Linked DNA regions of Mus musculus: all the other regions are linked to region 1. A link is a contact called in public HiChIP or PLAC-seq and promoter capture Hi-C data. All regions are on one chromosome and are shown on one strand. The core of a region is the stretch at or near the end of the contact, and the rest is flanking DNA. Distances in the headings are between cores, read along the strand shown. Region 1 holds the start of Mfsd10 (major facilitator superfamily domain containing 10). Region 2 holds the start of Zfyve28 (zinc finger, FYVE domain containing 28). Region 3 holds the start of Hgfac (hepatocyte growth factor activator).

Region 1 (2,700 bases), core at 149-2,648:
AGGAAGCACCCAGAGCAAGGCAGGCAAGCATATAACCCTCAGACCCGGGCCACTTGTGTCCCTGTACTTTCCTTAGGTGTATTTAGCTTGGTGTAACACCAGGGGCCAGAAGATCCCTCTAGAAGGGATGGGAGCCCACTGTTGGCAGGGGAGCCCCACAGCTGCATTCTCCCCTCTGCCTGTTGACAGCTGGCTCCAGAGGCTTACCAGGGACAACATCATCACTGGGCGCCTCCCCAGGTAATCAGAGGCAGCTCCTGTGAGTGGTGCGGAGAAGAACTGCAGGAGGGAGAAGGCCGAGCCGATGAGACCTGAGAGACAGAGGATCAGTCCTAGAGTGTTGACCACACTTAGCCCTATATTCACAGGCCATCGACTGAAGCTCGGGTGGCCTCAGTTTAAAAAAAAAAGCCAACCAAAAACAAAAAGACAAAACAAAACAACCCCCTCCCCCAAACAACAACAACAACAAAACCAACCCACACCTTTCAGTTAAAGGAGGCAGGAACCCAGGGAGGATGATTGACCAAGAGCCTAGGCAGAACTAGCTCTCCAAAAAAAGGTTGTGGGCCCCAGCATGGCACACAGCGACATACCTCCGAACAGGACACTGTTGTACCTCTTTTCCGCTGGCATCCCGATGGCTGAAGCAAACCAGTCTACCCCACGCTGCCAGGAGCCATAGAGGGGGTCCTGGGTAAAGAGGAAAGTAACTCCAGCTGGATAAATCTGTGATAGGCTAGGCATGGGGAGAGCTCCCGCCTTGGGGGAGGGGCTTACTTGTTCGCGGCCGTGTCTCTCCAGCAGCCCAGGCAGCAGAGGCAGCAACAGCGTGAACGCCAGGAGGTCGAGTAGCAGGCCGAGGAAGAGCACGATGATCACGCGACGCTCGGACGCGGGCCGAGGCCGTATAGGCGGACGAGGCGTACAGCCCGCATCCCCTGCCCAGCCCATGGTGGAAGCTCCGACCCTGCTGGGGGAAGGAGGGTGTGGTGATGACGGCCCCGTTTACCTGACAATTGAAAGCTGAATTTGCAGGTTCTTGCCAGACAAAACGGAAGTGGTTCCAATGCGGTCCTGGCACACCCTTCAAGGCCCGACTCCCTTACCAACCTAGGGCAGCAGTAAGCTCAGGGCCGCAGTGGTCAGGGCGCCCCCTGTTGTGAAGCGGGTAACGGGGAGAAGACGGGAATCCCTGGTTGGGGAGTCGTAGGCGCCCTGAGCTCCTGTTCGTGTACCACTTCGGCCTCCTCACACGATATCGAAACCTTTGCTTCCCACCTACCCAGCTGGGACCTGTGCACACGTGCCGCAGCTCCAGGCGGGGACAAACGGGTGGATGAACAGGGAACCTCCCTGGATAGCAGCCACACCCCGGAGGCTTCGGAACAGGCACCTCCTCTTCCGGGAGGCCGTGCTGTGGCGGGAACTGGGTTTGGAGTCTCCCAGCAGCCAAGTATAGAGAAGGCTTGCAGGCTTCCAGATGCATTAGAAGCAAGCGGTGAAGTTCTGAAGAGCTAAGTGTATGTAAGAGACAGCTTGTCTGTGCAGTTCAGTCTCCTTGGTACCTATATATCTTTCTTTTGAATCAGGGTCTCATGTAGCCACGGTTGACCTTGAATTCCTGACCCTCCTACTTTAGCTTACTCTAAACCATGCTGGAGTTGGGGATGGTGATGCCCACCTCTAGTACCAGCACTCGGTGGAGACAGAAAGAACAGGATTCAGGATTTAGTCATCCTCAATCAACTCTGAAGTATGAGAACAGCTGGAGCAAAGACTCATCTTTTAGATAGATGAACCACTAAAGTCCTATCCCTTCAGTGCTGTTAACCTGTTGGAGCCATACAGTCCACACTGACTCTTTCCCAGAGGACAACACCGGATGCACTCGAGTGATAGGCTCTTCTAGCTGGATTGTGTTCCCCTTCTGACGACACAGGACAGTATCTGGAGGCTCTATAAACTTTTCCTTGGCATGTTCCTCCTCATAGATTGCTCAATCTATGCCCAGTATCAGATTTGGCCACCCTGCTTCTTGCTGCAGTTGGCTACACAGAGCCATTGTACGGCAGAGCCCTGTGGCTAATTCAGGCGTGGAGGAAGCTGGGGCTGGATGGTAGCCTAGCTGGTGCGTGTGTCAGGCCCAGGCCCCTCGTGGGTCATGCAGCCTCTGTCCCAGAAGAATCACAGGGAGAGGTGACAAGGTGAGTACTGTTGGTAGATGTAGCCCCTGTAAGCCAAGCTGCTGAGCCCAATCTCCCTTCAGGGTTGTTCTTGACCAGCACTTTCTGAGCTGCAGGATGCCCACAGCCATTCATTCTGTGCTCCAACAGTGGCTTCACCACATCCAAAACGCAACTCCTACTCAGCACCACCAACCCTCGCACAAGATCTCACACCTCAGAGCCATAGCAGGTGACAAGGGCCAGGCTGGACGTAAGGATTCAGTCCTGTTCTGTCATGTGTGATAGGTGATCTGATAAGTGTGTGGGAAGGCGACTTCACTGTAAAACGTATATAATGTACTTACCCACACTATGACAGCTTGTCAGTTTTATGGACAACTGCCTAAATGTCATTCTGTGTGTGGCTATCATCTAACAGTGCAGAGCTCTCACAGACATCCCCAACCTGTGTCTGAGCATGGCAGGGAGATGGGACCCCACACTCCACAATGAACCCCCAGAACCCTTCATT
Region 2 (2,700 bases), core at 11-2,510, 350 kb before region 1:
CCTTGGGTGGGCCAAAGAGAAGGAGGCCTCTGACTTCGGAGATACCAGCACGCAGCCGCTGCACTGCTCCCGCCCTTAGTCTTTGCAGTGACCCCACCCAGGTCGTGACCCTCTGAAGACCTCCAGCGTTGGCGTCCCCAGACTCCGCCAACCCCCAACACGCAGCTTTGGACGCCGCAGCTGCGTCCTGGATCTTCGCTGGATCCTAGCTTTGCATCGCCCAGCTGCGAACAGAGCGCACCGGGTCCGGCTCCGGGCTGCCAGCCCCAGGCAGGCAGCGGGACGCAGCGCCCGCAGTGCGACTGGCACGGCTGCCGGGGCGCGCCGCCTGGACCCGAACTGGCTGGTGAATCGCACCTCCGGCCCACTGAAGCTTCAAGCTCCACGAGCCTCACCCCGCGACTGGGCAGAGGACTGGTCGGAGATCCAAAAGGGTGCAGGCGGCTACCGGAACAGGATAGAGATGAGAACTGGACCAAGATCCAATTACTCCGTTTTGGGATAGAGGACCAGACCGCGGCGTGAGGGACCTCTAAGATACGGGAAGAAAGAGTCTGACCAAAGCCTAAGGTTGGAGAAAGGGGAATGAAACGGTCGGTTCCCAAGTGCGAAGGGAGGGTGGGAGACCCACTATCCTAGGACAGAATAATTGTGTTGCGAAAAGATGAAGGAGCATCAGCGGTGAGGCTAGAGGGAACCAAGAGAAGTAGGGGCTCTGAGCACGCAGGCTGGGACCGCTGGGTGCGAGCTGGAGCCAGCCCATCTAGTATCCAGACGAGGAGAAACATGACAGTACACCCAGGCCCGAAAGAAAGAGCCCCGTCTGGTACTGGAAAAGAGCAGTCAATGCGCGCCAGGTACATGGTCTGTCCAAGTCGCGGAATGCAGGGAAAGGGCATCCCATGAACTGGAGAAAGAAATTCATACAGGGCCAAGGAAACGAGGTCTATCTATCAAGGAGGGACCTGCAGGATAAGGGATCTGGAGGGGGGAAAGCGCGACGCCGGGACATGGTCCGCAGCTGGAGCCGCTCACCTTGGGTTTGTACAGCCACTTTCGGAATCTGTTCATCATCGCCGCGCCGGCCCGAGCCACGCTCCGGGCGGCCCTCGCCCTCTGCAGCGCTGCGCCCGGGTCCGGCTGCGGCGCGGGGTGGACACGCAGGCAGGGCCGGGACCTGCTTGAGCAAGCAGATCGTGTGCGCGGCGCCTAGCGCCGAGCAGCTGGCTGCAGGTGCGCGGGGCAGGTGCGCGGCCGGAAGGATGCTCAGCAAGCGGCGCGCGGCCGACCCAAACCCGCGAGCGGGCGGGCGCGCGGAAAGGCGCGGGCACAGGGCGCGCGGTGCTTCACGGCTTAAGAGCACCCAGCGCCTCCGCCGGTCACGACCGCACATGCGCCGGAGGCGCCGCACGCCCCCGGCCCGCTGCAAGTGGTGGATGGGGCGAGCCCGGCGAGGCCGCCAATCCCCGCCCAACGCCACGCCGTACCCCACCCGGGACGCGCACCAAGGGAGGGAGGCTCAGGACTACAGGTCCCGGCGCCCACCGCGGGCAGGGCCTGCGCGGCGTTGCTAGGTGACGGCGCCCAAACGATGCCTAGGCGATCTGCGGGTACCGGAGCTGGCCAGTGAACGCTCCCGCCCGCGGCGCCTGGACAGACTACGAGGTTAAAGCCAAGGAAGGCCAAGAGGCCCGCAGGTAGGCAGGCAGGTTAAGGTGAGGGGCCGCCACAGGGAGCCAGGCACAGCCCATCCTCTTCTCCCTAACTCGTTTTCTCCAGTTCTCCAATCTTTGCCTATTTTCTGGCCTTAGCGAGCTACCTTTGCGCTTTTCTTCCCACCTCCAAAAATAAAAGTAGGGTGTTTTCCACCACCTCCAATCAATCTCTCTCTCTCCCTCCCTCTCCCTCCCTCCCTCCCTCCCTCCCTCCCTCCCTCTCTCCCTCTCTCCCTCTCTCCCTCTCTCTCTCTCTCTGTTAACAGGTGACCCAGATGACTACCTCTTAATACAGTGTGTGTACCCTAGCAGTTCCTGCATCTTCCCTTAGCCCCTCAGCCCTGGACCTGCTTTGTAGCTCCCTTCTTACTCCTTGGAAGCTGCTCTCCACCCATTTCTATGTAGTTCCAGGCAGCTACGTGGTTTTAAAAACATTTTTTCCCTCCAGCCTAAATGCTTGAATTCAGATGTTTGCCTGTTCTTCACTATTTGTACAACTAACAGATCACCTTAGAGTCAACATGTCCACAACTGTATACTCTCTCAGTCATAAAAACTGCTTGTGGGGCTGGGAAGATAGCTCAATCAGTGACGTGTTTGCCTAATTAGTGGAAGAAGGTTCAGCATGCCAGAACTCACTGGAAAAACAAAAACAAAAACAAAAACCCTAGGCATGGACTGGAGAGATAGCACGGTGATTAAGAGCAGTGGGTGCTCTTGGCAAGGCCCCAGATTCAGTCACCAGCACCTCCATGGCTGCTCACAACTTTCTGTAACTCCACCTCCAAATAATCAAACCCCTCTTCTGGACTTCATGGGCCCTGCATGCATGTGATGCACATACATACATGCAGGCAAATACACATAAACATAAGAAATAAATATATTTTTGTAAAAAAGGCCAGGCATTATGACATTTACAATCGCTGCACTTCAGAGGCTAAGAAGATGGACCCACGGGGTTCACTAGTCAATGTAGCCTATT
Region 3 (2,700 bases), core at 199-2,698, 400 kb after region 1:
CTCTCCCTAGTCTCACTCAGGTGACCCAGGGGGCTTCTAGAGAGGGGACATCTGAACTAAAACCTGACTGTAGATAAGTTCTATAGGGAGGCAAGAGCCAGTGTGTCTGAGGCTGAGACCAGAGTGAATCTGGCTATAGAATGAGAAGTCCTGATATGGCAGGACATCAGTGAGAAGCAGGAGGGGAAGGACCACAGGGTGGTGCTGGGCTGAGCCTGTAAGACACACTGTCACAAGCCCAGGATGCCTGAGCAGAGGCCCCAACACTGATGGCCCAACTGCCAAGCTGCTAATCTTACATCTCTCCCTGGAATTGAAGATGGACTGGCTGAAAGGTTTCTCAGAGAGCGTCTTCTCTGAGGCACCTCATCATGCACATCCCAGCAGCAACATTTCCCAACACCCGCAATGTCCTAGCACTCATAGCATCTGCCTGGTACCCACTGTGCGCCAGCACCACTGTTTCCTCAGTACCACAATGCTCAGACACCACTGTATACCCGCACTTGGCCATGAACCACCATGCCTTTGGTACCCATCATGCCCCACCATGCTTCTAGCACCTACTTTGGCAAGCTTGGGTGCTGTTTGGCCATTGGTGAGGGCGGGGCTTGGTTGAGATTTATGGTGGGGGTCACTGTGATCTCATTCCTGCCCACTGTACCCACTGTGCCCAGTGGAGCCTTCCTGCCACTGGCCCTGTCCCCCTCCCTCAGGAATTGGAGAGATCCCAAGAAGACAGCTAGAGCTATGGGTATGAGGTGGCCACTCCAGTTTGCCTAGGGCCCCCAGTGCCTGCCTGGAGCCACAGGGAAGCTCTGTGTATAGCCTGCCCAACTGAAGGCATGCAGGCTATGCCCACAGGTAACCAGACTGGGAAAGCTTACTGGGGGGCTGCTGGTACCCAGGCTGTCTGGTAAGGATAGAATTCTGGGGGTCCTGAGTACCCCAGGCTTAGGACAAGTAGACAAACCAGCAAAGAGAGTTACTGTTCTCAGGCACTGGTCACAGCACTTGGTCCAGGGAGCAACCCTTACCTCTCTTGAGTTGTTATGTGGCAATGGGTAGAGGGGGTACCCTCCACCCTGTGTTGACATCTGTGGATTGGGGACTGTATCACCCCCACCATGAGTCAGTAGCTGGCTGGGAAGAACTGGAACCCCCAGGTTCCTGCATGCAGCAGGTCCTGTAAAGGGCTCATAGACAGGAGTGGCCAGCAATATGGCCAGCACCTGTGCCTGGGAGGCCTGGCTCTGACCTGCCCAAGTCACACTGGAAGACTTCCTGGAAGAGGCTGAGACTTGAAGGTTGTGTTGGGCCGAGGAGCAGTTGTAGCCTTTGCCAGAGAACAACAGCTGCCCCAGCAGAGCAGGCAGAGCTGTGGCAGCAGGGTGGAGCTATGGCTGTGGAGGAGCCTAACAGGATGCAGTGGGTGGCAGGGTTAATCATTATCATGTAGCCTTGACCCCACCTGCCCTGGCCACGTTCCCTGGCTACTCTGTTCCTGCTACACCTCACGCCAGCTCAGGAGGAGCCATGGGGCGACAGGCCTGGATCTCTAGCCTCTGTCCCTTACCCAGGCCATGTCCCTTCCTGCTGCTCCTGCTGCTGCTGGTGGTGCCTCGGGGGGCCCAGCCCCAGGCTGGCAGGGTGAGCACTGCCCCTCTCCCTTGCATGTGGCCAAGGGTTCTCTATGCACACTCGGTTCCTGGGAAGAGAGAGGTCAGAAAGAGGGCCCCAGAGTGAGCTAGGGACCCAGTGTGGTGGCATAGTGGAGTGGAAGTTGTCATTTTGCACTGAGATATGGGGTGCTGGGCTAGGCTGGTCTGTAGTGCTTGGGCCTGAACTTGTTAGGATCCTCTTGTTGCCACTGTGTGGCCCAGGCCCCGTGAGTGAGTGGGGGGGGGGGGTCCTGGGGCTTCTGCTGCATTCCAGTGTTTGAGATGGGGTGTAGGAGACCTCAGAGTGCTTCAGCTGTTCCTGTCCACCCCAGGACTGCCCCCCAGGACTGAATCTCAAGGACCAGGGTGACCTGGGGCCCTGTGACTCTTAAGTTAGCACATTGGATCACTCAGATTCAGAAGGAAAGGCCAGAGGAGGTCTTGGGGACACCCACTGCCTCTTGGACCTGCCCTAAGGAGTCTCAGGTCTCTGGTGTATCCGACTGGTGGAGTCCAAGTGTGAAGGACTATTCCACACTGACACCTTTGTGGCCCCTTGGGCTCCTAGAACCACACAGAGCCCCCAGGACCTAACGTTACAGCCACCCCCGTGACCCCCACGATCCCTGTGATCTCTGGGAATGTCAGCACCTCAACAGAAAGTGCTCCAGCAGCAGAGACTGAGGGACCCCAAAGTGAGAGGTACCCTCCTCCCTCCAGCAGCAGCCCCCCTGGGGGCCAAGGTAGGTGAGACACTGTAACAGGAAGGCAGCTAAAGAGGTGTGGGGCCTGGGTAGGGGTGGAGTACCCAGTGGGATGCCTGATCCCTGACACCCCTCCACAGTGCTCACCGAGTCTGGGCAGCCGTGCAGGTTCCCTTTCCGCTACGGTGGCCGCATGCTGCACTCCTGTACCTCTGAGGGAAGTGCCTACAGGAAGTGGTGAGTCCCAGAGTGGGGTAGCGGCTGAGGAACCTACACAGGTTCCCACTGTGGACCCTCATGAACCCTGAAGCTAGTAGGTCTTGATGCCCAGCAGG

Evidence for each region. Promoter capture Hi-C pulls out the DNA fragments that hold promoters and counts their contacts. HiChIP or PLAC-seq counts read pairs in DNA pulled down with a chosen protein or histone mark.
Region 2: a promoter capture Hi-C map of macrophages shows a contact between it and region 1, with 5 read pairs. The contact joins the promoter of Zfyve28 here to the promoter of Mfsd10 in region 1. A contact is called at or near these places in 12 of 39 promoter capture datasets (3T3-L1-derived adipocytes, the C10 cell line, HPC-7-derived erythroid cells and 6 more), 2 of 15 datasets of contacts at CTCF or cohesin (large pre-B cells and pro-B cells), 21 of 484 Hi-C or Micro-C datasets (B cells, the Ba/F3 cell line, the C10 cell line and 11 more), 7 of 115 datasets of contacts at active chromatin or transcription factors (astrocytes, bone marrow-derived dendritic cells, embryonic forebrain and 2 more) and 4 of 9 other capture datasets (adipose tissue, embryonic stem cells, liver and 1 more).
Region 3: a FOXA1 HiChIP or PLAC-seq map of pancreatic cancer cells shows a contact between it and region 1. The contact joins the promoter of Hgfac here to the promoter of Mfsd10 in region 1. A contact is called at or near these places in 5 of 39 promoter capture datasets (the HPC-7 cell line, Sertoli cells, embryonic stem cells and 2 more), 5 of 484 Hi-C or Micro-C datasets (the P5424 cell line, embryonic fibroblasts, growing oocytes and 2 more) and 3 of 115 datasets of contacts at active chromatin or transcription factors (embryonic stem cells and pancreatic cancer cells).

The regions. Positions count from the first base shown.
Region 1 is chr5:34,635,814-34,638,513 of GRCm38.p6, forward strand. Mfsd10 (major facilitator superfamily domain containing 10) reads right to left here and starts at 1,399. Exons shown (of 13, transcript NM_026660.3): 1 at 1,114-1,399; 2 at 781-970; 3 at 597-693; 4 at 208-311. The coding sequence starts at 954.
Region 2 is chr5:34,287,064-34,289,763 of GRCm38.p6, forward strand. Zfyve28 (zinc finger, FYVE domain containing 28) reads right to left here and starts at 1,261. Exons shown (of 13, transcript NM_001015039.1): 1 at 1,036-1,261. The coding sequence starts at 1,074. It overlaps Cfap99 (cilia and flagella associated protein 99), which reads left to right and starts at 1,602. Exons shown (of 16, transcript NM_001370805.1): 1 at 1,602-1,697.
Region 3 is chr5:35,040,061-35,042,760 of GRCm38.p6, forward strand. Hgfac (hepatocyte growth factor activator) reads left to right here and starts at 1,449. Exons shown (of 14, transcript NM_019447.3): 1 at 1,449-1,650; 2 at 2,230-2,404; 3 at 2,506-2,602. The coding sequence starts at 1,537.